Linked DNA regions of Gasterosteus aculeatus: region 2 is linked to region 1. The links are chromatin contacts, called in public Hi-C maps. All regions are on one chromosome and are shown on one strand. Each heading gives the region's core, a stretch centred on a gene start, on an enhancer-like site or on the middle of the called end of the contact. The rest is flanking DNA. Distances are from core to core; before and after follow the strand shown. Region 1 has its middle 18 kb from the start of eny2. Region 2 holds the start of sybu (syntabulin (syntaxin-interacting)).

Region 1 (7,660 bases), core at 4,187-6,686:
AACAACAAAGTAGTCCAATCTGCCTACACTTACTTAATATAGTTAGTGGACCCCTTGCTACCAGATTATATTGTTCCACATACTGTTCTAAAAGGTCAAGAATGCAATTCCATGCTCAACTTTAATGAGGCTGCTATAGAACAGAACAAAGCAGATTTTAAAATGCTATAATGTGTCAGGGATTATTTCTTCAACAAGGAGTTAATCCTCTGCAGGAACTTGTAGGCCAGCTGTCCAAGGAGTGCGCATGTTTCCCCTTAGCGGCCCGTGGTGATGATGATGAGCTGAACTGCACTTTGCCAAAGCCATGTTCACACTTTTCCTGCCACGTTAGGAGCCGAGAGCAGAGCGCCGGGGTCGGCGGGGACAGGACAGGCGTGGGCTCCCGGCGTTGGATGCCCTCACCGCGGCGATCCTGTTTCTTTGGCTCATCCGCCAGTTGGAGAGCAAATGCACCGTACAGGACAAGCAGACAGCAGCGTTGAATGTGGGCTGGATGGAAGCTTCAATTACAGCTGCAGCTCTTAAAAAGAGGAACTGAACAAATTATTCATAAAGCATTTTTCTTTCATATCTTTATTTTTTTGGATGCACAGTTTTTTGAGGATATGAATATGTTTTAGTGGAACCACGGTTCAATGTGGATGAGAAATGACATTTTCGGTAAACAGATACTGTACATGTATATTTGGCTTGGTACTCTTGTCAAACAACGCACTGCATATAGATTTCTGCTCTTTCAATAAATACCACTTAACCCCCCCCCTCCCGTGCATTTTTCTTCAGAAACTTATATGATCTCCCACAGCGTGTTTCTGGAGGAAGGGGTTGAGGTCGCCTCAGCAAAGAAAGTGAAATAGCTTTCAAAAGCATTTCTCTCAGCCCACTCGCCCCTGAACAAAGCCTGCTGTCAACTGGTCAAGGTTTCACTTCCTAATTACCTTCTCCTGGGGCACAATGGCCAGGCCGTTGCCTAACCCGGGCCACTCTAGATCCATAGCATTCTTTCCCAGACAACTGGCCCCTCCGCTGTGGACCCACGGTCTCTAAGGAAGTGTTGGACACATGGTTAAATATGGCTGACTATAGATGCACATCTCTTGGGAGAGGTGTGTTTACTCGGATAAGTACACAATGCTCGCAAAACAGTGACAAGAATAATGGTCTAAGTGATTTTTGGGCCGTTGAGCATTGTAGTGTGCAGTGTTTTATTGTCCAGCGATACATCTGACTCAAGATTCTTTTTCCTAATTTGTATGAGTCGGATTTGCATTAGATCACATTCCTGGTGCCGTTTTCAAGCTCATTTCCAGCACTAAGCTCATTCCGGGATTTATGCACAACAAGACTTTTTAAGTCCGTCTCACCCGGGGGGGTTAGAGGTTGTCGAAAGTTCACACACGCTCCCGACTAAGTCCGCTTCGCCGTCCCTTTCACCTGATTGCCGTCGCTACAGGCGGCACCTTAAACGGAAAAAAGGAAGAGAGGGAGTCGACGAAAAAAAAGAAAAAAAAGAAACAGAAATCAGAGAGACGCGAAACGCAGCCCTGGTACTCAGGCTGGTCCATCAATGAGCCGAGTGCTGAGTGATTTTCATTGACGCTCCTCTGCCACCCAGGTCACTCCCAAGAACACCCAGACGGGAATTCCACCCGGGCTTATCTCACCGGCTCATCGACCGCCACAACCGCCACGGAGGAGGAGGTGTGGAGGGGCTTTGGACTGAGGGAAGGGTCAAAAGGGTAAGGGAGGGATGGGGGGGGGAGGGGGTTGTCCTCCACGGCCTGGATTAGGGGTTAGAGGAAACCTGTTGTTGGGGTAAGCAGTTCAATCGTGTTTACCAACAATCGCTCTGGGAGATGGCTGTCGACGGAGCGCACGTGAGGCCTCTGGCCCAGAGGAAGCCGCAGGGGCCGGGGGCCCAGGGGCCCAGTGGCTCGGGAGCAACAGGTTGCATGGGAGATAACGGATTAGTCCAACTCATGCGTTGTTTTCCCCCCACTCCGTCGGTGCAACGGGGGTAGAAACAGTGTGAGCTAATGCCTCATTAGGTCTTCGCAACTATAAGTCAATGTTTTTCCAGTTGAGGAGCCACTTACTCACTGCGAGCATCCACTAAGCCCTTCGTGACTTCGGGAGTGAAACAGATAAAGTCTGACTCATTAAACTTCCATGTAGATAGTGAACGCTGTACTTATCCAGGTGGTTTTGAATTTATTAGAGTGGAATAAAGAGTTACAAATCATGCTTTTATTTATAACTGCAGCTCCATAACAATTTGCCATTTGCAAATGACATCAAACTCATTTGGAGTTGTGTTTTTGTACACCCCACATCTTTATTCTGCTATTTTATTAAACCTTTGGAGCTGTTGAATGCTCTGCTATATGTTCATCAGTCATGGCCAACTTAGACGATGCTGTTCTGTCCTGGACAGGTGGGTTTATCAGATTTATTTGGAAAGAAAAAGGTGTCGGCCGTGGATGGAAACAATGCCCATGAGAGATTTGATAGTTTGAGAAAGTAAAATGCTTAATTTCCTAAAAAGTATACAATTGTGCTGCCGGAGGTTTTTCTTTTCTACCATTGGCTGAAATGCGATGCTAAAGATTTGGCTCGTTCTCCTTTAAACGTGTCTTTGTCCCTCCAGCTACACTGCAGTTTTTTTCATGTTTCCTTGCCCTCCTTTTTCTGCTCTTTGAGTTTAGGACATTTCTTTTCACACTGTTCCTGGAACTGAGTCTAAAAAATGAAAAAAAGAATTAACCCAATTACAGTCCATTGAGCAATATTCAAAACAATCTAACCCTTTAAAAGGACGTGACTTGCTGTAGCTTACCCGGAAACCAGAAGACTTGAAACAAATATTTTCATGTTCAGCCGCTGCCAGAACACTTTCACGGGCAATTTAAAATGAACTGTGAAATGGAAAACCAATCTGTCATTTCAACTGCAGTGAGAACTCGCATCAGGAGAACTGTAGCTTATAGTTCATCAGGTGGGATGTACAGTAAAGACATTTTAGACTTAGCACTTCAACAGGAAAATAACAAATACCAAAGTCTCTTAGTAACACGAGCAAATGCTTGTTGTTCTGTTGGAGTAAAAAAACGTTCTTGAAATTAGATCAGCTTCTAACACGTGAACTTTCTTTTGTTCTGTCGTTGCATTTTTTTTTTTTCTAACTAATTTTGACTTATACATATTGTCACTCGTCAGTCCCCCATTATGACCCGCCTATGCTCGGCCTCCTACAGTTTCAGTGGGCCTCTTATCTCCAAATTTCCCTCTGTTTGGGGTGTTGAAAGACTTTAACCCAACCACATCTGTGCCTAAACATATTCATAACACAAAGGTTGCAAGCCAAATGTTTTTCCCAATCACAGCCAGACTGAAATATAGTGCTCTGATCGCATACTGCGCTATAGTCACATGAAGGAATAGTTTGATTATTTAGAAAATATATTAATTATACCCACCTCTGTAAAGTAATATGAAGCCAGCAGAGGGTCTTTGCATAACGACTGTTGGGAACCAGCGAGCCTGCCTCTGTCTAAAGGCAACAAAGTGCTACCAGAACCTTGTCAGAGAGCGCAGCGACTCCTCGAGTCTTGTAGTCACCCTGAGCTTGCCGTGCATTACCAGTGGAAACTGGGAAATTGTTGCGTCCGGCCAAGGAATATAGAAAAATATATATCTCCCAGGGCGTCGATGAACTTCTATTCACACTTTTTCCACTTCCAATTATGTTGGTTACATGACTCCTCCCTATTAATGGGTAAATCCTTCACATTCATCTAAACGTTCCAATACATCATCTCTGGCCAACAAACTCCATGTACAAAAGAACTGAAAATGATCATCTGGCTTTTAATGGTCCTGCATCCTCAGCCTCACTCCTTGCTTGGTTGTGGTACACGGGGACGGATGGGTGTGTATTTGTGTGTGTCTGTGCTGTAAGGGCACAGTGGGAACTTGACGGTGAGTGTTTCTGACTTGACGAGTGATTTGCCCCCATGTTCACCTTTAATCTTGGAAGGGCCCGGCCAGCGGACGGGTCGCAGAGTGGTACCGCGGGATTTAACCCAAACAAGTCAACGGTTGGTATAAATCCCCTTTAAAAAGAACTCAGAAATGCCTCCTCGGAGTTTCCTTTTGTATTTGTGTAAACACAGCAACCTCAACTTGTACATCTTTCTGCGCAACTCCTACAACACCAAATTCAGTCTCAGATTAAATAAAGTCCCATAAAACCCAGTGAAAGTTGTTCAATGCGTTGACATGATGAACGTGGAGCGGTGAGGCCAAAAACAGACGATCAACAACCAACCCCGCCGTCCCCCCAAATCTCCCAGATCAAACCAAACGGTTAAAAGGCAGGTCTTACTTCTTCTGGCTGGCGAGAAGCATCCAAATCAAATGGATCTTTGTCATCTGTAACTAAGAAAATCCTTTCATTTGTTGGATTTCCTATTGAGAGGGACGTTGTAACTGCAGCCAAAAAGGAAATGTGTTATTCATCCTCATCTCGCCTCCCCTTTGCTGTATGTTCCTCCCCGCTTCTTCCGGTTCGACTCTCCTCAAAGAACACAAGGATGTTTTGATCTGCTGCCGGTGGGACGGCCGCGGGGATCTGCTGCTGATAGTGGTCAGCTCTGCTGCCTTTGCCTCACAAGAAGTTGAAAAGCTTCTCCCAGATAGATGGCTGGTTTTATACGGGATTAATCATTTTGCGAGAGACCGATCCAGCTACATTTCTCCACGTGGTTTTGAGTTACAGGCCTCAAAGATGAACTGGGCTACAATGGAAGAGAGCTGTTGAGATGTTTTTGAACAGTTGCTACACATACTTCTCAGCCCGATATTGATATTGTTATTAAGAGATAGAAGGCTAGTTGTATCAAACAGAAAGTACACGCTCTGACATGAAATAAAGTAGTGTGGTTTGGATGAAGACTTGTGTCAAGATTTGACGAGAACCCGGAAATCGGAAGATGTCTTTTTACTGCTGATTGTCTCACGAAAAGATGGATTGCAAAGCAATCGATGTATACACGGATCTGCATGTTTAAAGGAGAAGTGCCATTAGGTTGCGGGCGGAGAAGTGCCACCTCTCCGAAAAGCCCTAATGGCCGAGGCCTGGCTTTCATGTGAATAATGCTGTTTATATTAGGCCTCAGCTCCTACATTAGTGTCCTTCAAACGTCTACACCCTCACAGCAGTTTGGCATTTTGAAATACTTCACAGGCTTCCTATGTGGAATCTATTATCAGGGCTTGTGCTCCAGTGGAAAGCGTGTGTGTGTGTGTATGTGTGTGTGTGTGTGTGTGTGTGTGTGTGTGTGCTTTAAGTGCTGCAGGAGTCATTGAGGGGGCTTCATTAAAGAATGGAAAGTATGCAGCCATCTCTGCAGGCTGGCCCAGGAGTCTTTGCTCTCACCTGCACCATATATGCCCAGTTATGGCCAGAGTCGGACCCTGTTGAGTAAAACAAACACTGTCCCCTACAGGATTGACAGGGCCACTGCAACCCGTGGTTGAATTCCAAAGTATTAAGAATGAATCTATGATCAGATGGAGAAAAAAAAAATCCATAGTTACACAGAGCTGCACACTAGCATGAAGCACATAAATATACAGGACCTTATTAAATAATTTATAAAGGTTAACGTTTTAAACCACACAAAGAAATGCCTTCCCCCACGAATCTGCTTCATTTTCATTTCTTTCGTTTTTCTAAAAGAAAAATCAGCTTTTTCAGGGCTGAACACACAGGAGTCAGGCAGCCTTCCCAGAGTTTCTGATCACCAGATACGAGTGTGCGTGTCATCAGTCCCAACTTTATAAATGTTTCACACGCAAGCCGAGCCGCTCAGCCATTCAGACAGATCAACACATGCAGATTCTTTCATTCACAGTCATGTTCCTAATATCCAATTGCCTCTCGCTGTGTTTCTACACCCGCCGACACAGGTCCTAATCTGTAAACGAAAAACGCAGGGGGGAAAGGAGAGCTCTGCACCGAGAGACTTATTTAAGAACAAAGCAGGGAAGTACGTGAGCATGGGAATGCTCAGAGGTCAGGTTTTTGAAACACAAACTCACATTAAAGTCAGCAGCAGCAGCAGCAGAGGCCAGAGAAACACCACGCTGACAAGGCAGACGATGAAGCCGGGGGCCGAGCAGCGGAACAACACGTGCAGGGCGTAAAAAAACGCCCATCACAGTCAATCAGGCATCAGCCGCTACTCGGGGAGGAAAAGAGGGGAAACTTTACCCCAGTTCTGAGTTGGCCTGCCGTGTGCGGCGTGGGGGGAAATCCACTGGATGTCACATACGTCTTGATTTTTATGAATGCTTTGATAGCCCCCCCAAAGACACTCCCATGACCAGGTGGAAGGTATTTATACAAGCGTGTCAGACAAGCAAAGACCAGGGGAAAGGATATTCGCTGATCCCCTTTGCTCGCAGAGAAAAAAAGAATTCTTGCGGCTATTCTAATTGCAACTGGAAATAATTATCCGGCTGTGGACTCTGGGAAGCAGGTCACTCGAACGCAGCCGGCCCTGATCACCAGGTGTGAAGGGTAGACGGTAGGTTGACTGACGCATGGGTGTCCAGCGGTGTTAAATGTATGTGTGTGTTTGTTTGTCTACAGTGGTCCTATTAACCAAATCATTTTATTTATGAATGAGGAGTAAATAAAAAAAAAAACATCAGGACAACATGATGCAATTATTTGTTTAAAATAATACAGTATAGTATTGAATGTTTTGTGTTTCCAAAATGTTGTAATGGATGGGCGGTTCTCGAGATATGCAAATAAACACACGGAGGGATTCCTTTCTTAATAGTAAGATGTCTGTCAATAGCTGCATGTATTTGTTTTTAATTACCATTAATGAGTCAGCTTTAGGATTAATTTATTCTGTAGACTTGCTGTAAGTGAGGTAAAGAATAGAACCGTTATATGTATATATTATTTAGAGCAGGCCTGTTCCTGTAGCTGAGCAGCCGTCACTGGAGGCACAATATGGAATAATGCTAATGCTACATGGGACACTAGCACAATCTGCAAAATAGTTTAATAATGTTTGTGGACATTAGCCACCCTAAGCGGTTAAACCCTGATCATGAGTTCCATTTCTTATTTTTAAGAGAAATGTTTTGTTTTTTTACATGGGCTCACTTATACAAGTCAAACATGCAGTCAAGTTTGTATCCTTCTGATATACATACAGTATACACACTCATTACAGAGAACGCACAAGCGTACGTAAGTTGAGAGGAAATCCAGCTGCCAGTCCAAGAGTTTACAAGAGAACATTTTAAATATGCCTCAAATTAAATCAAAAAGCACACAACTATGCAAGCCAGTTCCCATTAGCGCAGTGAGGTCCAAGACTTCATTGCTTCCAACACTGCAAACAAATTCCATGCATTTTAGTTGTCAGAGATTATTAAAATCTGTTGCACACCTTCAGTTTCCACTTACTTCTTACATATTCAGTATCACCACACAATAATGCCTTTAGTTCTGCGACGGTCTCAGTGGGGGACTTTCTGTAAGAACGCTCTGTGATGTGACCTCAGCTCAGTGAACATCAGAAGCATTACTCTTAGCGCCAGTGCTTACATGATGACAAATGTTAAAGAACTT
Region 2 (7,515 bases), core at 3,735-6,234, 61 kb before region 1:
CAGGTTCAAATCCTGATACTCGTTCTGCTTTTTTGTGTGTTCTCCTTTACCTCTGGCCTTCATGGCCGACCTCAGCTCCCTCTTGTGCTTCGGGGCGCTGCGTGTTTCGCCGCTGCGCTCGTCCACCACGCGCACCCTCTTCACCTTGGTCTTGCGCTCCGGCAGTGCGGGCGAGCCGTGGGCACTCTGCTCTGAGCCTGACGGGGTTTTGGAGGGGGACACAGACTGACTAGTGGGGCAGCCGGTGTCATCTATTGTAGACAGGCAACACAGACAGTAATAGCCAAGAACGGCAGTGCGGCGGGGCAGGCAGCCAATACAGGCAGTCAGGGTGCTATCTGACTGATTACAGCTGTTCAATTTAAGAAAGTTGTTGAGTACTTGGTGGGTGGTGGGTTTTAACAGTGATCACACACCGACGCACACACATGCACATTTGCAAAGATTTGTGAAAGAGGTGAACATAAAAGTAGTCGTATAATCGAGCATGCATGGAAAGTTAATTTACTCAGGAAAGACATTTTAGGTAACACGATCCTATCAAACCAATTTGGTGTCCTCAGACCGGAGCCAAACTTCTTACCAGAGCAAAAGCTGTTGGTGCTGATGGTCCTTTTGGAATGGTCTGAGCTGATGTCACACTCCTTCCCTTCCTCCTCTGAGAACGGTGAGTCAGACAGAGGCGAACCTTTGTCCTTTGGTCTGAAGGGATGGAGAACCAAACGCGGGATGCGGCTGCGCGGGCTTCCTTTCTCCGGCGACTTCTTTTCCTGCTCGAAGCAACATCAGCATGAAGCCACCCACCTTCACTCGGTGCACCTTCTTTTTTTAGGATGGCATATTTTTAAAAGACTGGATTTTGTTCAAATAGTTGGGCCGGCCATTTTTTTTATTGCATTGCTTTTAAAAAATAGCATTCAACATACAGAAACCAGTGACTAGGGGTAATTGATGAGACTTACCTCATATTCTTGGAACGGTCCCATTGTGCTTCACTCAGTCTTTTCCTCTGTGAAATGAAAAACGAGGGAGAGTATCAGCAAAGGTGCTTTTTCTGTGCGTATGCGTCAGCGTTTTGACGTGGCGCTCAAACCCTTTGCAGACAAGAGCCCTCTGTCTGAACTCTCTCCACCAGATCACACACACACACACACACACACACACACACACACCTTGCCTGGTACAGATGGCACAAGAAGCCCGGAACCAGCTATAAAAGACGCAGGAGAAATTATACACGTTGACCCTCAAAACAAACAGCCATGCACCTTTTTGAATCAGAACGATACTCTCAAACAGGCGACTGAAGATAGATGCATCTAACAAATGTTAACAGATATGAGATAACATGTCAGTAGCAATGCTAGTGGTGCAATGAGCTAAATGCTAATGACGGCATGCTCTCATTGATGATAATGCTAGAATTTTAACCTTTAGCAGTTAATATTTAGTTTGGCTTGTTATAATGCTAATAATAGTCAATCAGCTGAGGCTGGTTGAAAGTCATCACCTTTGCACATAGTTGGTTAGTTGTTGACATGTGTCAACAAAAAAACCCACAAATGCAATCGATCCATATGTATATTTTGAGGTATATTCCTGAATACGGTGATTTCGTTGACGTTCTAGAGTGATAAAAGCTAATAGCTCAAGTTACTGAGATGTTCTGTCTGGACCAAAGATTTGGGTCAATGGATTTCCATATACCTATGATGCCATGAGTGTGGCTAAAAACAGTGCAAGAGACTAATGCACATGTTCTAGATTTGCTTTTTGTCAAAGTCATCTTGGATTCACATGATTAAATGCAGGACAGTATTAGATGAAAGGTGTTAGATGTCAGCGCACCGCACTAACTCTCCCTCTGAGCCCAAACTGTGGGGCTGCAAGTGCTTCTATCATTGAGATATATAAGGAAATAAAGCAATATAAAAGGATACTCTCTTACAAAGAAGAAAGGTCACAGAATGAGACAAGAGTAGTTTGGAATTCTAGTCCAAACTTTTTGTAAATGCACATTTAAACAAGGAATAACTATATTTTATTAATGCTTTGAAGCTAAATAATGCAGAATTGCCCTCACGCTTGAATAAACTTCATACAATCAGTTCACGTCCTTTCGTCTTTTGATTTTCTCTCAGCGTCACTGCCTAAAGGGGTCAGTTGCGTAAGAGCATACATATGGGGGGGTTTTCATAGGGAATGATGTAATTGACCCCAAGGCCCGTGTGCTGCAGCCGCATGGGTGAACCCGAGCACTTGCTTCATCCAGATGGTTTACTTTTTAAACATTTTTCCTTGATTATCTGGAACAATGTTCTAACATAATGATACACCTGACCCAATATAAGCAGGAGACTTGTGCTAAATCCTCAAAAAGAGGATTGCAAAAATAGATCAGAGACTCCTGGGAGTCAAACTCAAACCTGTTTTTTTTTCATCAGCCTTGAAAATAGATTTGCGTGCTGTGTGGCCAAGAACACCTTGCCCGCAGTTTCATTTTTATTTTCAGGCATCGACAGCATCATCACACTGTGGCATTGCACGGCTGCCTGAAGCACTGGCACAGCAGCATCAGATTATAGGCACCAAGCAGGGCAGAGCAACCACAGCCGTGCCCTAGCAACAGCCTTAGCAACCGAGGGCGAAGAGCTCCAAAAAACAAATCCAGCTACATGGGATTTATTTTGTGCAAATCTGCGAACAGTGAAGCCTTCTTCTACGCATCCGGAGACGCTGTCCTTCACTAAGAAAAATAATAGAATGTAGCGGAGTGATGTGGGGGTGTTTGCCATTCAGCTGCACAGTGTTTTTCAGCGTGAACATTGTGTCCTTGAGCCAGCGTTTGCAGCCTAAAGAAAAGAAACAAACAGTGCAGACAACAGGTTCTAAAAAGGACACGATGCTGGTTGTCAAAATAATTCTTCCAAAGAGTTATTCAGGATTATGTGCGCTGGTAGAAAGCTAATGAACGATCACGGGCTGACATAATTAAATAAACATGTTAAACATGAGGGGAGAGTGACATTTTTCTATTTTAGGAAGTGATTTTTATAAATCCATGCATGCACACTTTGCAGGAAATGCATGAGGCTTCATTGGAACATGAAGAATCATACGTCAGAAATCAGACTGTCCACGGGCGGCAGCTTGTAACATCACACCCTGTCAGGTATTTGGATACAGACGCCTGCCCATGCACTGTAATTAATAATTGGTTTTTATCTGAGCTTTGGGGGCATTTTTTTGCCAATTTTTCTTGTCCACAACTAGCCCATGTATAGAAGGATTATGCACCCAGATTCTCTGCATGACTCCAGACCACGTTGATTGGCTCCCCACTGGGCGACGGGCTAAGCATTATCTAACTTGCAAACACCGGATTTTCAGCTCACTTGAGCATGACATAAGTCCTCCCATCTACCTGCGATACACACTCACTCCAAAAACTCAACCACGGGTAAAAGTGGCTGGATCAGGAAGTAGATGGACGGGGGAAGGCGGATAAAGCGGGTGGGATGCTGACATCATGCGTACATGACGGGTAAACAAGTCTTTAAGCCTCCGCTGAGGCCGTTTCCCATATCCAGATGGTCTGCTCTCAAAACAGCATGGCGTGGGCGTGAATGATGAATTCCCTAAATCCATCCCAGTCTTTGAGCTTTTTAATGTTGATAACTCACTAATGTGAAAGCTGTTTATTCGTTTTTGATATCAACCCCCTCAGTCCATCTGTTAAATTGTGTAATTTCAGCGATGACGACATTCGATGCTGTGTGATCTTAACTTACCATCTATTTCCAAACAAAGGAAACCTGTTCTCTGAAAATGGACCGATTTCATTCTTTTGAGCACATTGTTTGCATCACTTGAGATTGCGTCATCATTGTGATGATCATTGATTTTCAGTGATCATCCTAGGGAGCATAAATCTTATTGAAGCCAATTCCAACACTGATTCGATTGGAGTCTTAGATGTTTATTAGTTTTTCAATCATACAAAAAAAGACGACTGTTGACAAGATGACAAACTTCTATGGCATCAATTCTCTGTTTTAGCACCCATTTACAAATACATAACGCTCTCCTAATATTTCAGATTTAACGTGAAAATTTAAAATAACGAACTAAATTGATATCAAACCAAACAAAGACACAGTCCTCTATTGAAAAGCCCCTCCCACATGTTTACATCTCTCCCTTTTCTTTTCCACAGCTCACTTCAAAGCCATTTTAAAATATAAGCCGGATCTGACTTCCCACTCTTGACATCCTCTTACAATGAAGCGTTTTCTTCCGCCCTGCCTTGAAATAACTTACTGTTGTATTCTACTATGGTGCATGCAACGATGGGGAATTTGGTTTTGTTTCATCTGACGATGACGCTGCTGGGAATGTTTGTTTCTTCCCCTCTATAGAAAAAAAAGGCATTCGAATTTGACTTGTGATTCTGAGCAATGAAGATGCCGTAAACATCCAACTTCATACGTCACGCGTCCTCATTTCACCCAAAACATGGATGCTGGTGTGTGTGGTTGATTCGACGAAAGAATCGTTCTTGAACTTCAAAACAACATTCACCCCACCTCCTCCCACCCTTCCAATAGTTTATTTTATTTTCTTCGATTTTTTCGACCAACGGTGATGATGAGTTGCTTTGAAATGATCTTGAAAAGATTGCCATGCTTGCCTGGATGTGTGACGGTGTTTTCCTTGCAGAGGAGACGCGCGTCAGTCGGTGAAGCACAAAGGGGTCGTTCCGCTGCTGGTGCTCCGGCGGTGGCAGCCTCCGATCTGCTGCTCGCTGGGGGAGAGAGCTGCGTGCACACTGAGGACTCACGCAATTGGACAGGAAGCGAGACCACTGACGGTGCACGCGCGACACGACCGTACCATCCCGAGCGCGTTACATAACGCGAGAGGCTCGACTCAACCACTCACAGCCCACGGGCTGGTACGCAGGCTGCAACGCACGCGACGTGTTTATATGGCAACCTGGCATGTGATCAACATGCAATGGAAACACTTCATAGAAAGCGAAATATCTATGTTTCCACATGACACACGTGACATGAAAATGTCCTAATTTCATATTATACCGAATGTTTGTCGTAACGGCTCTAGATTTGTGGAATGTCGTATTTCTTAAATGTTATTATTTTGACTGAGTGACGTAATGTGATGTCAGATGCAACCATGTTTCATATAGTTTGTGTTGAACGTACGCAGGGGGTCTAACTATGTATACAGTGATGCGCGTGTTTGCTCTCCGTGGTGCTGAAATCCTGGAGGCGCGCGATACTCCCGTTCAGCGCATGCGCATTAAATGCAAATTTATCGCGGTGACACGTACCCATTCTGTAAAGTAAACATTAATAATGAATGAGTTTGGGAATGCAGTGGTAGATTGTCAGTCACCATAGTCCTAAGGAAGCACGTGGTGCCATGGATCTCTGTGTACAGCATTTTGAACAGACGTGAACATAGTGTCTGCAGAGACATCCACCATTAAAAGTAAGTTAGACTGGGTTCTGCATGGATTGACATAAGACCCCCATCACTATGGCTTGTATTACTGCAACTCACAGCTGTTTTTAAGGAGTAGAGCAGGGGGTCTCAAACTCCGGCCCGCGGGCCATATCCGGCCCGCAGTTGGGGGTACCAACTTTGGCGCACCCCCCTCCCCCGTCCACCGTATACCGTTCGCCGGTTCAATTGTTCCGGAGCAGATTAAACACACGTGAACACGTGCCTTTGTAATATGGCAAGTAACTGCACGTGGTACAAGATGTATGTTTGACATGGTGAGCTCCGGTTGCTTCAAAGAGTCAGACAAAAACATCATCGATTCATCATTAGGACATTAGGAAAGTACAAATCTGATGGGTGGTGGCACGTGTTCGCTTGCTTTGATGACACTTTCAGGTAACATGGAGATAACATGTTCCAACTTGATGTTTTCTGCCATTGGCAGAACTGGTTGTTTAACAGATGTTTAACAGAAGTTAAACAACCGTCACCTTGACTTCATTGCACATTATTTTGACTTTTTGTTTGACAACCTTGTAAGTCGTTGTTATATTCTCTATATGTGTATTTAACTAGCATGTTTTCACTGCTGTGAAACAAACATTAGAGGCTCGTACACACAGGCAGATTGTCTTGGAGGACGTGAACGTAGCATTTGGACATTGGGTTGTAATAACTACTAATGTCCGCTAGAGGTCACCCGTGTAATTTAAAACATGTTTGGTGATTTCGAGTGACTCAACATTAAAAATAAATAGTTTGTGTGCGAGTGTTGTGTGGTGTGTGTGTGTGTGTGTGAGGGGGGGGTATTGTGATTACATCGAAGTGATAATAAATAAATAAAATGCAGACCTTTTCCCTTCCGTTTATTATCCTTCTCCTCTTAAAATGCTATCCGCCCCACACATAATCATTCCTTAAATTCCTCATTGCTTGTTACTCATTACTGTTAAATCCATTTAAATAATGTATATTTCTTCAAAAATAATGCCATTGCTTTATGATCACCCAAGACACGATGTGTGCATCTTTTCAGTTTATCTGCGCGTAAATCTTATCTAATCTGATTTGACGTGTCGCTATACACTTTCGTACCTGTGATAAGGACGTTAACTCTTTGTTTTGGACCCGCATCTACTTTGGTAAACTTTGGACCGCTGCAGTAGTGGAAGTATCTGCAGCTCAGAAGTATACGAATTGTTGTCTTAACCATTTCTCTAAAATATCTTTCCAAGGAAGGAGCAGTTTAATTGCATTGCTTTATCTAGTACTAGTTGTCCACATCTATTGTCATCAAAAAAAAGAAAACCTCAACTATCTGGAAAGTTTAGATGAGATTAGCAAGTGGCTGCTAAACCTCCACCTCCAACAATAACTTTCCCACATGGACTAAAGTGTCTGTGTCCGTTGGCTCTCGAGCGCGTCTGTGACATGAAATCGTTTGAGAACTCCTGCACCGACCGACCGTGTGGGCGTGTTTCCCTCAGCCCGACAGCCTCCGCTCTTCTGTGCAGTCCAGAGCGCAAAACGCACTTCTTCTGATGCGACTGGAGGGCGCAAAAGCAGCACTTCTCCAACCCTTTACGCGAAACACCCCTCCCCAACTGCGGCTGCCCCTCGAATCCAACTTTACTGAGCGGGAGTTTCTATCTTCCTGGGACTCATTCAGCCATGGACGCATCAAGACTCTTAACGCTCTATTTGGGGCTGCTCCTTTCTTTCCTTGGGAATATACCGTGTTTCCAGTCTGCTGCTATCATCTCCCCCTCTGCGCCGAGGAGAGTCCGGGGGGCCCGGATCTCTCATCGGGACGGACAAAGGTCATCCAAGATCCTAAAAGACATCCTCGCGTCTACGCACCCGGTCGTGGGCCATCACAAGGACGACCTAAAGGACGCTATTGTGCCCCATGAATACATGCTCTCCATATACAGGACATACTCGGCTGCAGAGAAGCTCGGACTAAACGCAAGCTTTTTCCGCTCC

What was found. A called contact is a pair of places that touch in the nucleus more often than the background predicts.
Region 2: a Hi-C map of skeletal muscle shows a contact between it and region 1, with 5 times the contacts expected there. The contact joins the promoter of sybu here to the enhancer-like site in region 1. A contact is called at or near these places in 2 of 6 Hi-C or Micro-C datasets (liver and skeletal muscle).

The regions. Positions count from the first base shown.
Region 1 is chr20:16,402,202-16,409,861 of fGasAcu3.hap1.1, reverse strand. No RefSeq gene overlaps it. Among protein-coding and RNA genes, the nearest start is that of eny2, 18 kb to the right of the region's middle. Within about 2 kb of position 5,436, at least 1 of the 9 cell types and tissues checked has open chromatin away from gene starts, as enhancers often do.
Region 2 is chr20:16,462,967-16,470,481 of fGasAcu3.hap1.1, reverse strand. sybu (syntabulin (syntaxin-interacting)) reads right to left here and starts at 4,984. Exons shown (of 8, transcript XM_040165031.2): 1 at 4,691-4,984; 2 at 963-1,009; 3 at 584-770; 4 at 51-251. The coding sequence starts at 986. gdf6a (growth differentiation factor 6a) reads left to right here and starts at 7,047. Exons shown (of 2, transcript XM_078094186.1): 1 at 7,047-7,515. The coding sequence starts at 7,201.